Linked DNA regions of Gossypium hirsutum: region 2 is linked to region 1. Evidence: chromatin contacts called from public Hi-C data. All regions are on one chromosome and are shown on one strand. Each heading gives the region's core, a stretch centred on a gene start, on an enhancer-like site or on the middle of the called end of the contact. The rest is flanking DNA. Distances are from core to core; before and after follow the strand shown. Region 1 holds the start of LOC107912649. Region 2 holds the start of LOC107917923 (polypyrimidine tract-binding protein homolog 2).

Evidence for each region. Hi-C and Micro-C count contacts between places; a contact is called where the count stands out from the background.
Region 2: a Hi-C map of leaf shows a contact between it and region 1, with 2.3 times the contacts expected there. The contact joins the promoter of LOC107917923 here to the promoter of LOC107912649 in region 1. A contact is called at or near these places in 2 of 34 Hi-C or Micro-C datasets (both in leaf).

Annotation. Positions count from the first base shown.
Region 1 is chrD08:37,287,651-37,293,667 of Gossypium_hirsutum_v2.1, reverse strand. It overlaps LOC107912649, which reads left to right and starts at 2,808. Exons shown (of 6, transcript XM_016840932.2): 1 at 2,808-3,440; 2 at 3,524-3,605; 3 at 3,895-3,923; 4 at 5,315-5,422; 5 at 5,502-5,553. The coding sequence starts at 3,591.
Region 2 is chrD08:37,510,550-37,516,566 of Gossypium_hirsutum_v2.1, reverse strand. It overlaps LOC107917923 (polypyrimidine tract-binding protein homolog 2), which reads left to right and starts at 3,692. Exons shown (of 11, transcript XM_016847341.2): 1 at 3,692-3,872; 2 at 3,973-4,216; 3 at 4,315-4,524. The coding sequence starts at 4,031.

The DNA.
Region 1 (6,017 bases), core at 1,559-4,058:
AATACACCATTCCTAAATGTTAATCCTAGAATACCTCATCATATATGTATTTAGATTACCTAAACAAATACATTAACTTAAACACCTACACTATATTATCATCCACTTATCAAAATTGACATATACAAGCATATATATAAGTCTCAACCTGCAAACTTTCATACACGCCAACTATATGCCAATTTCACATATGCAATTCAACCATTTAACCATTTACAAGCCACTATTTCAAGTTTCAAATACAACATGGTCATCTATTATACCTTAAACCGACTCAATCTAGGTACATGTCATACTTAGACAAAATAGAATTATACAAACTTTGCTAAGTCGGGGATCGCTTCATGGATGTTGGATCTACTGCACGCACTCTCGGGAATCAACTATACATGTGCATGGAGAAAACAAATGGTATGCTCAGGGAAAATACTTAGTGGTATTTCAATGATTCAAGTTAATATAAAACAAGTTTATACCAATTGCATATACTCAATACCAAATTCTAATATCAACTAATACATATACAATTCGTACTAATTCTCAATTCACATATCAAAATGTATATTTTATTAGGTGTACCATTATGCCAAATGAATCAATTATACATTACCACAATTAACAAGCTAATTGAGCATATCCTACCAATATACCAATATCAATTATGTTTGCATTTCTATTCAATTTGTATCATTTGATCATAGCACTTTTTACTTTTGAATTGAAACAATTCATTTTTTAACTCTTTCTATTTGCTATCAGGCATGTTTAACCGTTTCACATGTCTTTCTTATGCTATCATGTATCACATTTCATCTCATATATCATTTGGCCAATTCATGTTTTTATAACCCTATTAACTAGACACAGACTCAGAACAGATATGCGGATCCATCACCCCGAGTTGCCTGGAAATGATGCCTCTATTTGTACAATCTACCACCTTGGGTTGCCCAACAATGATGATTTTCAGGCATGCAAACTATATTCAACATTGTCCAAATAGCTAGTAGTGTAACACCCCATGCCCAACCCATCTGTCGGATCCGAGTATGTAGCATCACAAATGGACCTATACTTAATAATTGCTAACTTAACTATCAATAAACAGACTTTAAATAAACCAATCTAATAATGAAATCAATAATAATTCCTACAGCAAAGGCCTTAAGCCACTAAATGTTTATATCCTCACAATTCCTATTTCAAATCAATCTAACTGTATACAAAAAAACTCTTAACGTTTAGCTACTATTTATTATCTAAAAATATAGATTCGATGGATGTTATCTGGTCCCTACATAATTAAATCCGGGGCGAAGCCTCCAATAGTACCCCCTTTATATGTGCATGACTCTAACTAACTAAGATCATTGATCTCCTCCCTGTCTGGCTGGGTCCCTCCACTAAGTCCTCATTCAACCTTGCAAAACCTACAAACATTAAACAACTCCTGTAAGTTCAATAGAACTTAGTGAATTCCTTCATTTCACCATATATAAACTCTATTGCACGAGGGTAACAAACGTAAAGTAAAATAAAATAAATATAAATACTCTTTCCTCGCTTACTTTTTATATAATAACTCTGTAAATATCTTTATTTATTATTTACGAACTCGAATTACAAAAATAAGATCTTAAAACCATAATTTCTAATACCACTAAAAATCGAATCATTACAAAGATTAATAGGAGAATTTAATCATAAAGAAATGGAGAGTGAAATAGTGAATCCCTCTATAGAGGATAGTTAGGAGGAGCCATGGCTAATTGATTTGGGCAGTGAATTTGGAATGATTATGTATGAGACTTGTCTTGTTAGATATATTTTAACAGCATGTTTGATTTACTTTCACTCCATAAAAAACACATTTGTAAACTTGTGGAACCAATTGGAGGTGTTGCACTCTATGATTTGTGAGATAAGAGGCACTTGTTTCGATTTTATTTTGAAATTTATGTTGATCGGGTTATAAATGGGGTCGTAGATGTTCAATAACCATTTGCTCTTGATCCATCTATTGTCTGGTGAAGATGATCCAAGGTAGGTAGCACTGTTTTTTTAATAGAATTTTGGTTGTAAATTCATGAATTGCCACTAGGTTTGATATCTATGGAAAGGTAGGTAGGAAATTTTGTTGGAACATTTATCATTTATAATGTGAAGTCCAATGCAGGAGGGGGTTGAGGATAGATGTGGCTTCATGTTAAAATTGATGCGAGACCTCCGCTGAGAATTAAGAAGGAAAAAATTATTTTTGCAACGAATCAGCAAGTGTATGCGAGATTTCCATATGAAGACTGAAGTTATTATGCTTTCTCCATGGTCGGTTGTGTCATACTGAAAGCTATTGTTGAATTCGAGCAATACAAGGTGAGAAGTAACTCCTATTGGAGTGGAGGAGGAAGGGGCGAATCCGTAATTTTTAATGGAGTTAATTTGAATGCCTATTACCTGAGAGATGATTACTCTAATTCAATTTTTTTATCGTGATTAGCATTAATCTTGGAATCAATTTAGGTGGGACTTCTAATATAGATAAGGTGCTACTTGATAATATGGGCTCGGATAAGGGGTTGGATAAAGGTTCCAAGAGCGTTGATACAAAAGACCATCTAGTTGACTTTGTTGATGGAAATAAAAGGCCTAAATCCTCTAGTCAATGCACTTAAGTGCTACTGCATGGATTAATCAAATGGACGGAATTATTGGGCTCAGATTTTCAAAAACAAACCAAACATTAGCAGGACCAAGTAACCAGGCTTGTCGGGGTAATAAAACTTTTAAGTAAGGAATTTTGTAGGCTTGGGAACCCACGGGTTGTTACGAGGCTTCCTGTTGGAACACTAGTACGCTCTGTGGCGCAGCGAAAAAAATATTCCGACAATTGTAACCCTTGGAACTATATGTGAGGAACAAATCCGGATTGGAAGAATGTTAGAAAATATAACTTCAACGATTTGAATTGAAAAAAAAAAATTAGATTCTAGAAACAAGTATGTGATGCAATGAGCGAACCACAACGCTTAGTTCTGACCTCTAATGTCTCCATCTAGTGCCAAAGATAAAAAAATTTCTTTTAACTCGAATAAAGAGTTTTTTATTCTTTTCGAAATTCACTTTTAGTTCTTGGATTTTGAGTAAGGCTATGTTCTTCATTACTTAACGTACGAGTTTTTTCTTAAAAAAATGCTTTTTTTAAAAAGCAATGAAGAACAAGTTTCATTTGGTAACAAATTCTCAGAAGCTGAGAAGTGCTTTTGGTAAGACGAGAAGTAAAAATTTTTAGCTTTTCAGCCAAAAAGTGCTTTTGGCTGGTTCATTTACTTTTTTAGCCACACACACGAACGCCCTTGTTTGCTCTTTACTCTCTGCTTTCTGCTGGTTCTTTGCCCTCATCTCTGCCCTCTGCTGGTTCTTTTTTTCTCTGCCCTGTGCCGGTGAGTTTATCTTTTTCTTCTCTTCTTCTGTATATTTTTGTTTGTCTGGAATTGATTTTTGTAATTGATTGAATATTGGATAGGAGATAAACTTAGGTTGTCAACGCTTCCTTCATCTCCTACATCGAGCGAAAAGAGTAAGAGACAACAATGGTTACTTTCCGGGTAAGGATTGAATCTCCTTTACATATAAAAGCCGGCCCTTAGTTAAGAAGATTCTTTCTGAAAAGAAAAATGTCGGGGCTGGGTTACTGAAGAACTCTCAAACTCTGAAAAAAAAAACAGAGAAGATTTTATACTTAGAAAAACCAAACGCGATGCAGTGGAATTTCTCTTCGGATTCGGTTAAATTTCAGTTTCCCTGTTGATACTTAATTTCTTTTCCGTATATTTCCTTTTTGTTTCGTGACAATGTCCGGCGAAACGGCATCGTCTTCCGGAATCATCTTGGAAGGAATTGATGATGTGGAGGACTACGTTTCGGTGAGTACTTTTTGTAGTTCTTATGATTGTTTGGATGCTGAGAAAATGTAGGAAAAAGAGTATGAATACTGAATACCATTGCATTTTTTTTTGTTTTCTCAATGATTTAATTTAATTTTGATCTAATCAGAAAAGTTTTTAGTTACTTTCTGTATTAAGGACTGAATTTAGGGTTATAAAACAAGTTAAAATTTACTTACTATTTTTATTTTGAACAACAGTGCGTAAAATCTTAGTATTAAACGAAGTTGATCCGTTTTTATGAGGTCTGAAAATCCACGAGTATATTTTCTGTTGTGTTATTGTCTGAAAGTTTTTATACTTTTACTTTTTAGAAATAGAGAGCTAAGAGTGAAAGAGATAATGAACTTTTAGTTTCCTCCATTTTCTTGGAGATCAAACAGTTGTATTCTTTCTTTTTCATTTAGTCCGTTAAAATTGTTTGTTTTGATTGTGGTTATCTTAGATTTGTTTGGTAGCTTGACAACTATATGTGAAAAGAACACAAACTGTAACTGTCTTATTTATTTGTTTCCTCTTTTACTGTCTGTTTGGTTGCTGAAAATTCCTATGAAACTAGCATAGTAATTGAAATTTCGTTTATTTACTCTATGAATATGTTACTTTCAACTGGAATTATGTTTTAACATTATTAACACATTAACTTTTGGTAAAAAAAAACAGGTTTATTATAGGTTACAATGGCCGTAATGACTGCGCCATAGCCAAAAAATAAAAAAAGTGATGATCTGCCCCTTTGATGTTTGCATTTGGTTGGCAGACCTTGATAAATATAGGAGTTGAGGTTTTAGTTTTATCTATGTATTCTCATACAATTTATGAAAATTATACTGTAGGTATTGTGCATATTTGCAGAGAGTTTTTGGTTTTAAGACTATATTTGTGAATTAAATTAACATTGACTGAAGTGTAGGCCAATGAAGGAGTGGGGTTTTGGGACCGATATCGTCATGTTTATGATCATTTGGTCATTCAAATTCTTGCAAGAGCTCCATAACTTTTAAATATGATTTATTTGCTCTATTGTTCATCTGAATTATAAAACTGCTTGGTAACTGTTAACAAAATTGCCATGTTGAATATGCCGTTTGTTATTATTGCCCCATGCTCCAGCTCTAATGTGGCATGCTGTTTTAAGTAATCAATAGATGGAAATGGTTGTAATAAGCCTGGATAGCACCAGCTTATTTCTATTCAATATACCTAATAATTGTAAAGCATGATTTATAAAATACTGTTGTGGTGATCCTCTCTGTGTGTGAAGTTTAGCTTTATTGTGACTGGTTTACGTACTTTTATAATCAAATTGAAGTCTCAGGTTACTTATTTTAATGGGATTATTTAATGGGATTATAATCATATTTTAACAGACATGCCAAGAGGGATCGACGCATTTGTGATGCATATGTGATGTGCAAAGAAAAGACAGAGGATGAAGTTATATCTACATTTCTCCAGCTGATATCATTACAAGCTAGGTGCTTATTTGACCAGTCAATTTTACTACATTACTGCCTTTTTTACCCTTTTAAACTTTTCCATTTTGTTGATCTTTAGTCCAGGGTTGCATGTCATTCATATTGCTGCTGAGATGGCACCAGTTGCTAAGGTATGTGTTAGCCCCTTATATTTGCTGCTCTCTTGGCTAATTTTTAATGAATGAATATTATAAGAGGTCTATCCTTTTTAGTCTATTTTTCAAGTTGGTGCACTTAACCCTTCTCTATCCCTGATGTCATATTCCCGTTGAAAATTGTGTTCTTCTTCGATTGACCATGTAGAAAAGGAAAACCACAGATGTAGTTTATTAGATTGTTAATTTCTTTCAAGGTGTTGTGCAACCATTTGATATTTTTGCGGTTCTGATGCCTTGCATTTTTTCACTTTTAGTATAAGTACATATAAGTTAGAGGAACATTTTAACATTTTTCATTTCATGCTCTTTGTAATCTTTTCCTTGCTAGGTTTGCTGGCTAATGTTCTTATCCTGTCCTGTGTGGTTTTTCCATGTTCACCAGTGCTTTTTCCTATGGTTATACTTGCTGCTGTAATGATTGGTGTGCATTCCTGTGT
Region 2 (6,017 bases), core at 2,443-4,942, 220 kb before region 1:
ATTATGATTACACCATTAAGTACACCTTACTCAACATAAGGTTGCTTTTGTTTTTGTGCGCAGGTCTTGTATGAGTTTTAGTATATCAAAGTTGCAAATCATCCAAGGTTAGTAGCTCAGCTCAACGCGAATCAAGTCTATACTTTTTAGTATGTATGCATAGTTAATGGCATGTACCTAGGTTGAGTCTTATGATGGTTTGTTTATTTTATGAAGGTTTTGGTATGTTTTTGGCAATTGGAATTATAAGGCTTTATTTCATAAGTTGCAATGTCTACATAGTATGCTTGTATGCATTTGTTAAGTGATAGATCATGAGATTAACCATGTAAGACTAAGTGGCATTGAATGTGATGTTTTGGTAAGTATGTGTTTATGTTTAATAGGTTATGATGATTTATATTAAATTGGGGTGAAGTTAGATAAGTTTAGGCATAATTTGGTTAGTGTTCATATGTATTTAAATGTTTATTTTGTGCACTTTTATGTTAGAGTTTTGAGACAATAAGAACATGTCTCAATATCACAAGATCAAAATTAATCATTTGGTGCATAATAACAACTTAGGTCTCGAGACTAACTATTCTAGTCTCGAGACAACATAGCTTAAGTCTCAAGATAGAATGGCTTGTGTCTCAAGACAAGGGCATATTGAAGCTAAAATAAATTTGCCTTGTTGCTTATCTTGATACCAGAACCTCTTTGTCTTGAGACAGTCAATCATTGAAGCAACAATAGTGAAACAGGGGAGGCTTGTCTTGAGACATGGAGGTCTCTGTCTCGAGACACATTATAGAATTTTGATAGTTAAAGTTTGGATTTGAATCCTAACTTCGCAATGGACTCTATTAAACCTTTAAATGCATCAATTAATATCAATTAACATTCATCAAACCTCTTATTGTGTATGGATAAGAATGTATGGTAAATTATTATGTCTTGAGTAACATGTTAATTAATGACACTAGTTGAAATAGTCTAAGTTGCTTAGACAACGTAATGTGATGTCACACATCTAGATCCAATGACCTGGTCAGGTGTGGGATGTCACACCTCCATCAACACCTTAATATATTTGTTAATAGATTTGAACTTTTCCAAAAAATACTCATTGTCCATGTTCATGTGTTGCATGGCGTTCAAAGGTTTCCACAAGGCCGCGAATTTGTTTAAATAAGTGACAAAATCAATCTTCTTGCCAAAGAGTTTGACATTGACAATGACAATTTTTTACGTGCTTTGCTCTACAAAAGAGTTTACTCATTCTAAAAATCTCATTGAAGGTATTCCATCTACCATGTTTGTGATCACGTCTCCATCAACTAAATCAATATCATCATCTTCCTCAATAAGCTAATTATTGGTATTCAAATTGAAAGATTTAAGAAACTTATCTCTAAAGGATTCCTTCATAAGACTCAGAGGATCTATACCAATTCCACCGTCTTTGGGTGGATCATCCTCCCATAACCTAACTTTTTGATTAAATGACCAATACCATCACTACGCGCGATTGACTTACCCAAGGCATCATTGCTACCAACAAGGGAGAGCAAAGAATAGAGCATTTTTTATCATTACAATTTTCGGGGAGGGAGTGGGAATGACATGGTTTGAACCCGTGGTAATTTTTAATTGTTTTAAATTAAGTGTTGTTTGATAAACTAAAAGTTAAATGTTAAAAATTAAATATTGAAATTAAGGCTTAGTGCATAATTTGGTTCGAAAGTTTGACATTTTTTTTCTAATGTGGTACATTGTTGTTTTTTGGTCCAAGTGGTACCTGTATTTGACAAAAGTCATACATTTTGGTACATGAAAATAACAATGTCAACTTTTTAGTGTTTAATTTGGGTTTTAGAATTGATTTGATAAAAATTCATAATTAGCTAATAATATTAGCAATTAACTTTCATCAAATCAACCCTAAAATTAGAATTAAATGACATTCATTAGATTGTATTTAATAAGTTAAAACGAAATTAAACAAGTTCACAATTAGCACTAAGTTTATTCTATTAATAAAATCATGGAAATATCAAACTTAATGATGATAACAATTAACTTTCATTAAATCAACCCTAAAACCCAAATTAAACACTAATAAGTTAACTTTTTTTATCTTTAGGTACCAAAATATATAACTTTTGTCAAATACATATATCAAATTGGACCAAAAATAACACTGATATCCCATTAGAAAAAGGTGTCAAACTTAGGTAAGAAATATATTAATCCAAAAATTAAATACTAAATTTAACTTATCTATTTAGTATATTACTTAAAATATTTAAGTACAAAATATAATTAAAATTTAATAAATATAAATTTTAAATTATGATAATTTTATTTTACATTTTCATCTTTAAATTTTTTAAAGCACTTCAAGTTAGTTTAAACAAAGCAAAAGTTTAAATGTGAAATGTTTAAAAGATAATACCAAAAGAAATAAATTAAAATAAAAGTTTTTCAATAAGTCATAGTTTACTTATTATTTTCACATTTTTATAGAAGAAAATTATATTAAGTGGTTTTGATTATATTAAGTGGTTTTGATCATCATAAAATTTGTTTATAAATTTAAATAATTGAAAGTGTTAATTTTGATTTTATTTATTTATTTTTTCAATGGGGAATTAGGTTTTAGTATTGTTAGTTAATGTGAAGTTTTAGGTCTTTGAGTACTTATGTTCAAGCCTTATTATGTGTAATTGTGATATGTGAGGTTTCAGTTTCAACATATTTATCTGCCATGGATAGGATTTATTTGATTTTTTTTCATTGATTGTGCTTCTTAATTGATTTAATTTTACATTGTATTTGTTTGGACATATATTTATACTTGTATTGTATTTATGAATATATATTGTATTTATGTTTGTAATAGTTAATCTTAAATTTTATTTTTTCCTAACGGTTTAATAAAACTTTATTTGGAATTATAAACAATGTTAAATAGACAACTTTTGAAATGAAAAATACTTTTGTACCTAAACTCAAAAGCATTTTTAGCTTTTGCGTGTGGGAAATATACCTTTGGAGTCAAATGACTTAATGTATTTTACGTAATATTTAAATTACCTATACAATTATTTTCTTATCAAAATTTATTTCAAATATATAACAATATATATTTAAATTTGTAATTATTATACTTTAATATTTAAAATATATATTACATATTGAAATTAAAATTTATAAATAAATAATCATTAATAGTAATTAATTCAAAAATATTCATAATTTATATTTCATATGTCAATAATAAGTTATAATATATTATTTTTTAGAATATTATTAAAATATCATAATATTAACGAATTTAAATATTATTTAAACACATATTTTTACTTTACAGCATTGTGTTTAAGATGAACATTTTATTTCTTAAAAAAATTAAAATTATATTAAAAATTATATCTTAAATTAAAATATTGAAAAATATTTTTCAAAAACAATTTTTCTAAATATTAGTATTTTTCAAAAGTAGTCGTAAATAATTCTCCAGTTGCACGTATTTATATTCCACAGCAACGTGGGCACCAAAGTTTAAGAATCCGAAGACGCTGCCTTAGTGGCCAAAAGGCCCAAAACGAAAAGAAAAACCGCTGCCTCGGGTCGGGTAAAGTCCGCTCCTTTTGTTTCTGAAGAAAAGTAATAAAAGAAGGGAAAATACAATCCAATCCAATCTCTCCTTCCCTAATACATAACGCCCATCGGCGCCAAAAGCCCATGACGATACCCATCCCTTAATAAAATCAAAACGAAAGGAAAGTCTACCATACCAATTTATCTCAAATTCCTTGAAACCCTAACTTAACGAACTTCAGAGGTTTCCACGGATTTTCTCATTAATTTCTTTTTCTTTTCAGGTTTATTTTATTCCCTTAATTTCATTGCATTTTCCTGGTTTTGATTGATCTATGTATATATTTCGATTTTGAATTAAACATATATTCTTTTGGCATCTAGGGTTTCTGATCTGTCTTCTCTTGCCAAAGATTTTTAGAGGGGTTGATTTCCGAACGGGATGGCCTCGGTATCAAGTCAGCCGCAGTTCCGTTACACTCAACCCCCATCTAAGGTGCTGCATTTGAGAAACTTGCCATGGGAGTGTACGGAGGAAGAGTTGATCGAGCTGGGGAAGCCATTTGGTAAGGTCGTTAACACCAAGTGCAATGTTGGAGCCAATCGTAATCAAGCTTTCATTGAATTCGTAAGTTTAATCAGATTTTTAAAAAAAATTCTGGTCAAATTTCTTCCACCATGTTAGTGAAGTTAGTAATTAAATATATGTTTTTGTTTACCTTTTAGGCTGACTTGAATCAAGCTATTGCCATGATATCGTATTATGCTTCATCTTCAGAGCCTGCTCAAGTAAGGGGTAAAACGGTCTACCTGCAATATTCTAACAGGCAAGAAATTGTAAACAACAAAACGACCGCAGATGTTGCCGGGAATGTACTGTTGGTAACAATCGAAGGTCAAGATGCACGGCTTGTCTCCATAGATGTATTGCACTTGGTAAGGATGGCGTATGTCTTTTCTCCTTTTGGTTTAGAAGGGTGTGAAGTTACTATTTCTAAGTTGTTGTTTGATATGAGTTTATGTAATAACTAGGATTGTGTAGTTTTTGTCACGCTCTTTTGGAGAAAAGCTTTTGTGTTTTGACATGAATGTGAATGGATCAGCAGGATCATGTCAAGGGAATAATCTCCAATGGCAGCTTAGTGCATCGTGAGAAAGAGAACATGTGTGTTTGTCTCCTTTCTCCTTTCCTTAACACTGCCTCTCTCTTCCTTACTTACCTCCTATTCCTACCATTTAGGATTTTTTTTTTCATTTCTTCTTCATGTGCACCCTTGGACTTTTTAGATGTTTGGTGTCACTATGTTTTTTGTTTGTGCTGCTGCTGGCAATGAAGTTTGTGCTCCATTTACATTTTTTTTTTTTTGCATATATGGTCTGTATTATATATTTGTTCGATATAATAGTTGCTAGTTTTGCTGAGTGCCAAAATCGTCCCTCCTCATTGAACATGAACAAGGTAGTCAAGTGCTTCAGATTTCTTGGCAATAAGGTGAAGCAATGTCCAAACAAGTGTCTCAGACCCTGAATCGATGGTAGCATTAAGGGAGGTGCATGCTTAGGTGCATAGGGCACTGTCTTATTAGAACAAAAGGTGCTTAAGGCAAGTGCCTCCCTGAATTGGTAGTTCTTTTTAGAAACTTTGATTAGGCAGCCAATCATCCAAGTAACCGGCTTTGGTTCTTGTCCATTGTGCCCTTTATTCACAGAATTGGACTGTCATCAACATTAGCTTGTGAAAGATCGAAAGATCCTTCTGTCTGTTTCTGCTCATGCTAACATATTTATCTTTCCCCATTTTGGGATAAAACTTTATTTATAATTATTAATAGAAGCTCTTAGTGATATAGGAGTAATATGAGGCAGCTAGTTGTCACAGTCTCAGTTTTCTCTTTTTATTTTCTATATATCTGTTTTTAGGAGTTAATTGTTTGCCTGGATATAATTCTACTAAAGAACCGGGTTATTTATCTTAGGTACATTCCAACTTTTTATAGAGACATGAGTGGTCTATGTATATATATGCGCTATATACATGCATATATAAATATATATCAAAATATTTTACAATTAGGTGCCTATCGTTAGTCCTCAGTTAGCGGTATCTTCTTTCTGCCTGGGGTTAGCCTGATTCTGATTCTAGAATCTGGTACTTCTAGCAACTTTTTCCTTTGACATCCTCCTTCATGGGCTTTAATGATTAAAATCCTAGAGCAATTAATATCTGTCCCCTTGTCTGCAGTTTGCTGCAATTTATTTGAAGCAGGTGGAGACTGGAGATTTACATTTTATCCTTAGGGAAGAATGGTGATTGAATTAGTTTCTTAACTTATAAGTTGAGAGAAATGATATTTCATAGAACTTGATAAAAAATGAAATTTGAGCAGTCTGATCTGTAGCCTGGTTTTATTTGTAAATTTCTGAGGTTT